Linked DNA regions of Zea mays: region 1 is linked to region 2. The links are chromatin contacts, called in public Hi-C maps. All regions are on one chromosome and are shown on one strand. Each heading gives the region's core, a stretch centred on a gene start, on an enhancer-like site or on the middle of the called end of the contact. The rest is flanking DNA. Distances are from core to core; before and after follow the strand shown.

Region 1 (3,149 bases), core at 437-2,936, 810 kb before region 2:
GTTTTTCAACAGACACTATCATGGTCCCATGAGTTAATGGCAACTGGTCGAACAGACTAGAGGTTCATTTAGTACAACGCAAACAGAGCATAATCATGACTTGGTTACAACTGACATATGGAAGAAAAAACACATTTGAGTGTTTTGAACTATATAATGATATGAACATTACATTTTTTTAACTCTATGTTAAGTTACTCAGCCAAACCCTATGAACCTGAATTTACCATTCAACTGCATCTCGGTGCAGCAAATTTCATCAGTAAATAGATGTTGCAGGACAGAGCATAGAAATCTACAATTCAGTATTAGTTGAACCCCAAGAGGTTGGTCAACATCTAATACATCCCTGTTCCATTACTGCTGAACTTCTGTTGCTATGTACTACATAAACAAGCCCTAGAATCATGGTCAAAATTTGTTGTCCAAACTTGGGAAGAAATAAAAAGATATTACAGTAAATATGTTCATCTTATTCTTTATAATACCGTCTTGTTTGCTTACTAGGATTTTGCCCGCATTTTATATTCTTAGGATTTCCCCCTATTTTATATTTTATCACGGATTCACAATACATATTCACCACTGTTCAGATTTCTAAATTAAATCGTTAAACTTCAAAAGCAAACTAGCAGGCCCTGCTGTTTAATTTATACAGAGGAAGCAAATCGTCAACCTTTCAGGGAATTCGTATTATGACACATAAAGTTATTAAACACTATCCATGCTAGGAATAGTTTTGAGCCATGACACTTAAATTGAATTAGGTTTCTGCAAACCAAGAGCTTCATCCACACACCAAACTTAGAAAGGGAACTGAAAAGAAGAGAACAAAATTAGCTGCGTGATTACATACTAACCGGTATTCACATCTCCAACCGTGGCTTGCTTGTAGAGCCCGTAGAGGATCAGCTTGTTCTCATTGCTCGTGCTCTCAGGCAAGGTCTTTGCCTTCTCAGCATGCTCCTCAAATTCCTCCTGCAACAGAGATACAGCTCATATTCCTAGGGGACCACGATTGCAATACTATGCTAAACTATTTCACAAGGTAAATCTTTCATGCAAACCATTTTAAGCAATCCAGACTTTGACCCACGCGCTTCGCCACTCTATTTCTCTATAGAATTATATGGAAAACCGATAAGTCGCAAAATACTTAAAACAAACGGGGAATTTTCCATCTTACATCCAAAGGCATGATGAACCGCTCGAGAGTTAGGGCGGCGCAAAAGCATTGGATCCCCTCTTAAGCATGAACATAAAGGGTACAAAGAGCCAACAGTCTGAATCCACCAGATCTTGGCTACGCATACAAATCTAGATGGAAAATAAGACCACGCAGCAGCGGATTTGAAGTCTAGATCGTTTCTCTGGAGAACCTAAAAACGAACCTCGTATAGACACTACTGTGGGTTGGGGTACAGTGCAAGAATCGAAACGGAACTGGAGATTCAGAACCAAATGGAAACAAAGAACCAGTCTTGGTGACCATCAGATGAATAAACGTTCGATCTTCAACAAGCGAGTAGCAGAATATGGCGATTTAGAGAGTGATGAGCCGTGTACCTGCAGACCCATGGCTTGGTTTCAGGATTGTTTTCCTTCGGCCTGGTCTCTTCTCGGTTTTAACGACGACGACTGGCGACTAGATCGGATCCACTTGTTATATAGAGCGATACTGGAGTCATTATGCAGTGAGAAACCCCCTGTTTCCAGATTTAATTATGCAGGAGCCCCTGTGTTGAGCAAAGTTTTGAAGATGGTCCTTGAATAATTGTAGATTTTTTTTAAAAAAAAGACAATGTCAGTAATGATAAGTTAGGAAAAGGACAAAATTATTAGTGTTACAGGTTACCGTAGTAGATCGTGTAAAATAGAAATTTTGCATTGTAGATTACACTGTTTATAAAATAAAATTCGAAATAAGAAATGAGATAAGTGGTGAAATATGATAGCTGTTGTAGACCTAAGGTGCCTTTGGAATATGAAAGTTTTCTCTATTTCTTGAGTTTACTACTATGAAAATCAATTGATTTTAAAAAAATTCTGGATACGTTTTAGAGGGTCCTTAGCTTCATTCACGGATGCACCAGAAAAGGTCTATGAGAGAATGAGGAAGCATCGCTGATTCAGTGACACTGTGACAGTAGTGTGCATCAGTTCCACAGTAAACTGCTTGTACATGGAGGCAATGAAAGATAGGACCTGACCTCTAATCAATACTCATAATTGGAAAAGTGAAGGTATATGTTTGGTAGAGATTTATTACCGGAAACAAATTAATATAGATCTGGAATTCAATATAGAGCAGTTTTTTTTTACAGTAACACAGAGCAGTTTTACCATGGATCTAAGATCCATCCTGGACCTGAGAAAACTGTTTAACTAACGTAGCATTCATCACGAACAGAGGAGCAGCCAGAAGCTTCTACTCCTACCCAAACCCCAACAGTTCATCAGTTCAATAGGGATCTGGGCGAGCATTTCAACTCAAGACAAACACGAATAGCAGTTAGCTGTGTTTTTTTACCTATGTATGGTCCATGGGCCATGGCCATCCGGTCCCAAAAAGATGAGAATGAGATGCTGGTGAGCATAGCAGGCGGACCAGCATGGGAGTAGGATGCTTCGAAGCTGGTGGCAGTAGGATATGCTCGCTCGGATGGAACCGCCCAAGTGGGCAAATTAATAAATGGCTGTGAAATATATGATGCTCTAAAAAGACCAAACTAGATGCCAGTTCCATGCCAGCGTCCCCCATTCTACGGTTGCGACCAAATTAAGCGTTATTCGATCTACTGGAAAAAAAAGGCAGGTGTTTTTTTATAACAAAATCAGAATATAAAACATGACAATCTCAATTATCAAACAACATGAATACAAACACAGAAATTTCCGCGTGGGACATGTAATTGGCTTCAACACACCGCTAACTTGAATTTTTGGCTGAGTACCATTATGAAAACAAGATCTTTGACGGTAGCACACGATCCCTATTAAGATACCATTTTCACTAGAAATCTAGAATTTAAGAGAGAACATTTTTCAAAATGGAAATGGTTGTTCGTGACCTTGTCCTCTCCATTGCAGCGCTTCCTCTCCGCATCCCATTCTCGTCTATGAAACCTGCCATTCTCAATCTCACTAAG
Region 2 (3,241 bases), core at 112-2,611:
CATATTAGCGGAAGCCACAAATCGATAGCATATAAAGAAAGACAAAGGAGAGAAGAAAATTAATGAGGCGAAGATAACCATTTGTATCAACAATGTGAGATAGAATTAGTAGACAAACAGCAGAAAGATTGTTCATCTGTGGATCCATCTCTCAACGGTTGTCTGGCCGCCGCTGCTACAAGAGCAGCATTTCCTCTATGCACCAACTTAAGTACACACCATCATAAAAGATGGCAGGTAAAAATAAATATAGGTGCAAAAAGAGAAAAAAAATGTACCTAATATATTCAGATAACTAGTAAACGTCAGCGATGAAACAATATTTGTAAACCATGAAATTATTACAGTCAGCACATTTACTATAGAAATAAGACCACTTAGGCCAATAAAGTTGTAATCTTGGTTTCTGAGCTATTGGGTCTGCGGAGATTAAGAAATGTGAGACAGATTTAGTAGACAAACAACATGATATTAGTCATTTATCTGTGGATCTGTCTCATCGGTTGTCTGGCCGACGCTGCCTGAAGGAGCAACATTTCCTTTATGCACCAGTACAATATCCCACCAACAAGGACTGAAGGCAGAACATAAATCACAGGTGCAATGTCTCGATTTGGAAGTATGAGTCGAGTAGAAAGCCATCTTATAACCAGATTATAAACGATTTATAGGCTTATCATCTCCTAATAATACCAATGTTTGATATTTACAGGTAATATTCGCTAGCTACAAATCAATTTTCACCTGCCTAGGCGCCACCTGGATGCAACTAAACGCAAGCATATATGAACTAGCAACCACATCAAAATTAGCAAATTACAGCTAGCAGAAGGAACGGGGTCTTGTCATGTTGTACCTGCGGACGGCAAGGCCACCGAGGAGCTTGTAACGGAGGGACTCGGCCTGCGCGATGGCACAGAGCCCACGGTTGACGACCTTCTCGGCATAAAGCTCAACGCCATTCTCAGGGAAGTTGAACCTCTTCTGGACGACGGAGGTGAGCTCCCTGATCCTACGGCCCTTCTCGCCGAGCACGTTCTGCGTGCGCGTGGCGCGGATGATGATCTCCGTGCGCATCGGCGTGACGCGCACCTCCACGCCAGAGTAGCCGTCCTCCGCCAGCTCCCGCGTCAGCATCTCATTGAGCTCGGCGTAGAAAACACCGTCGCTGACGAACTACAAAACCGAGCACCGAGGTCAGATCCATCGACGCACGGGGGGGAGGGGAGCACTGCGGTTAGGAAGCGCTCGCGTACCTTCTTCTTCTTGCTGATCTGGGTCGCCATGGTTGACGGATGAAGATGGGGAGCTCGCTCCGGCGGCGGAGGCGAGCAGGCGAGAGCTCTAGGGTTTTGAGCTAGTGGGTTGGGAGGGGAGCGGCGGCGCGACAGGAAGCGGCGAAGGGGAGCGGAGGAATTTATAGCTGGGGCGCCGGGTAGGGTTTGGATATGCGCCTTCAGGCTGGGAGAGGCGAGCAGAGAGCGGTTAGTGGGCCTTTCATGCACATTTTACGGATACTCGGTGTCTCGGTGTGACTGCGGCTATTGGCCCTCAAGGCCCGTCATAATGATTTTTCCGGTTAGGACTCAGAAATTAGAGAAAAATGACTTGATATTAATTTAAATTCACTTAATCCCGTTTAATTTAACGAACAGACCGGGTTCCGTATTTTCTAAAAAAAGATAGCGGGTTATGTGTAAATCCTAACAAGTGGGACTAAATTGAAACAATTGCGAGGAAAATTCAGTTCGGGGGAGTATCAAACATTTCGGAAGATTTTTTATAATCTAAGACTCGAAATATGTGGCTTTATAAGGAAATAACGTAGCTAACTTCAACTTTGTCGAAGCAGTGTAAATAATGCTGTGCTCTTTAAAAAATAGACTTTGACCCTTTAAAATTTAAATTTATTATCTTATAGAAATTTAAAAGATTTCGACTCACCGGTCATGATCATAATACTCACAAGCCAGCTTTTAAATTTATATAAACTGGTGAAATTTAAGTTTTAAGTGAACAAAGTCTAAAAGAATCAAACAACACAACGTTATTTGCGTTGTTTTGACTAAAGTTGCATCGTCGAAGTCACCTGTTCAGAGTCATAAATGATCAAAAATCTCAACGTCCCTTTGCCATCTCGTTCATTGTCAGCCGTCGTATGCCCAATATACAATAGCTTGATCTGGTTAAGTTTTAGCACTAGATAGCTTAAACGAGACCCAAAAGTTATTTAGGACAAACCCTACTCACAAAATTATTGAATTAAAAGTGGTTTTGGTAGCGTTTGAATGCATCATACCCTAAAGAATAAGGTAGTTAGACCATTGAGTATGATCCGCCTATGAAATGGTAAAAGCAGATATGATCGTCGAACCCTAGAAATAGGGTCATCGAACCATTGCCTCTGAGTCCAACATTGTTCGAAACCAAACTAAAGAGGTTCTAGTTGAATCGGATTGCTCCGATAGATGTCATCGAACCGGCTGTAGCAGTGGGGTGCCACCAGATATTCATATTAGTTAATTTTTATGGATAGTTTATAAAAAATAGCTAACTTTTATTGATAGTTTATAAAATAGCTAATCTATCATTTAATAAAAGTACGTATTGCAGATAAGTTAGTTATTTTTATTAGTAAATTAAAACTATATATCGCTTTGATCTTTAATTTATATCATTATATAATCTACTTGTTTAAGCTTTGCAAAACTCACCCAACCAAATCAGCCTCACACTCATAATTTCTACTAAATTTAAAAAAATGCACTCAAACTAACATATCATCAAAACCAACGGTTCGTATAGCTGAGTAACAACATCTCGCTTCATTCAAATTCAATGGACAACTAGTACAATGCTCATACGATGCGTCGGCACAAAAGAACAAAATATTACACTTTATCTTAGCCAAAATGTCTAGAAAATATGAGTTGAAAAGAAGTATGTCCCTTTTTATAGCTCTTTCCATCGCTTTGTCGTCCTTTAAAGCTAGCGGGGTGATGTTATATAAGAGTGTTGCGCTGCGAGCAGCCTGTCCTATGGTTTCTCATAGCTCTATATGGAGTAACGGCACACTAATGGGAGATTAGATGTTTTTCATGGCCCAATGGTAGGGGAAGGAAAATAGATCTACGTGTTTGGCGCGTGACACGGGACAATCGTCGAATAGTAGTAGAGAAGATATATTATTTAGATCATCTATCATCGCTACTATCCCTCTCCCTCACACGCGACTCCACCA

Evidence for each region. Hi-C and Micro-C count contacts between places; a contact is called where the count stands out from the background.
Region 1: a contact with region 2 is called in a Hi-C map of ear, with 2.9 times the contacts expected there. The contact joins the promoter of LOC100193362 here to the promoter of LOC100282772 in region 2. A contact is called at or near these places in 2 of 25 Hi-C or Micro-C datasets (ear and tassel).

Annotation. Positions count from the first base shown.
Region 1 is chr10:77,638,008-77,641,156 of Zm-B73-REFERENCE-NAM-5.0, reverse strand. LOC100193362 (acyl-CoA-binding protein) reads right to left here and starts at 1,686. Exons shown (of 4, transcript NM_001309876.1): 1 at 1,567-1,686; 2 at 861-978. The coding sequence starts at 1,578.
Region 2 is chr10:76,832,584-76,835,824 of Zm-B73-REFERENCE-NAM-5.0, reverse strand. LOC100282772 (40S ribosomal protein S3-like) reads right to left here and starts at 1,361. Exons shown (of 5, transcript NM_001294268.1): 1 at 1,257-1,361; 2 at 857-1,176. The coding sequence starts at 1,286. LOC111590385 (small nucleolar RNA snoR143) reads right to left here and starts at 604; the gene lies at 435-604. It overlaps LOC111590384 (small nucleolar RNA snoR143), which reads right to left and starts at 259; the gene lies at 91-259.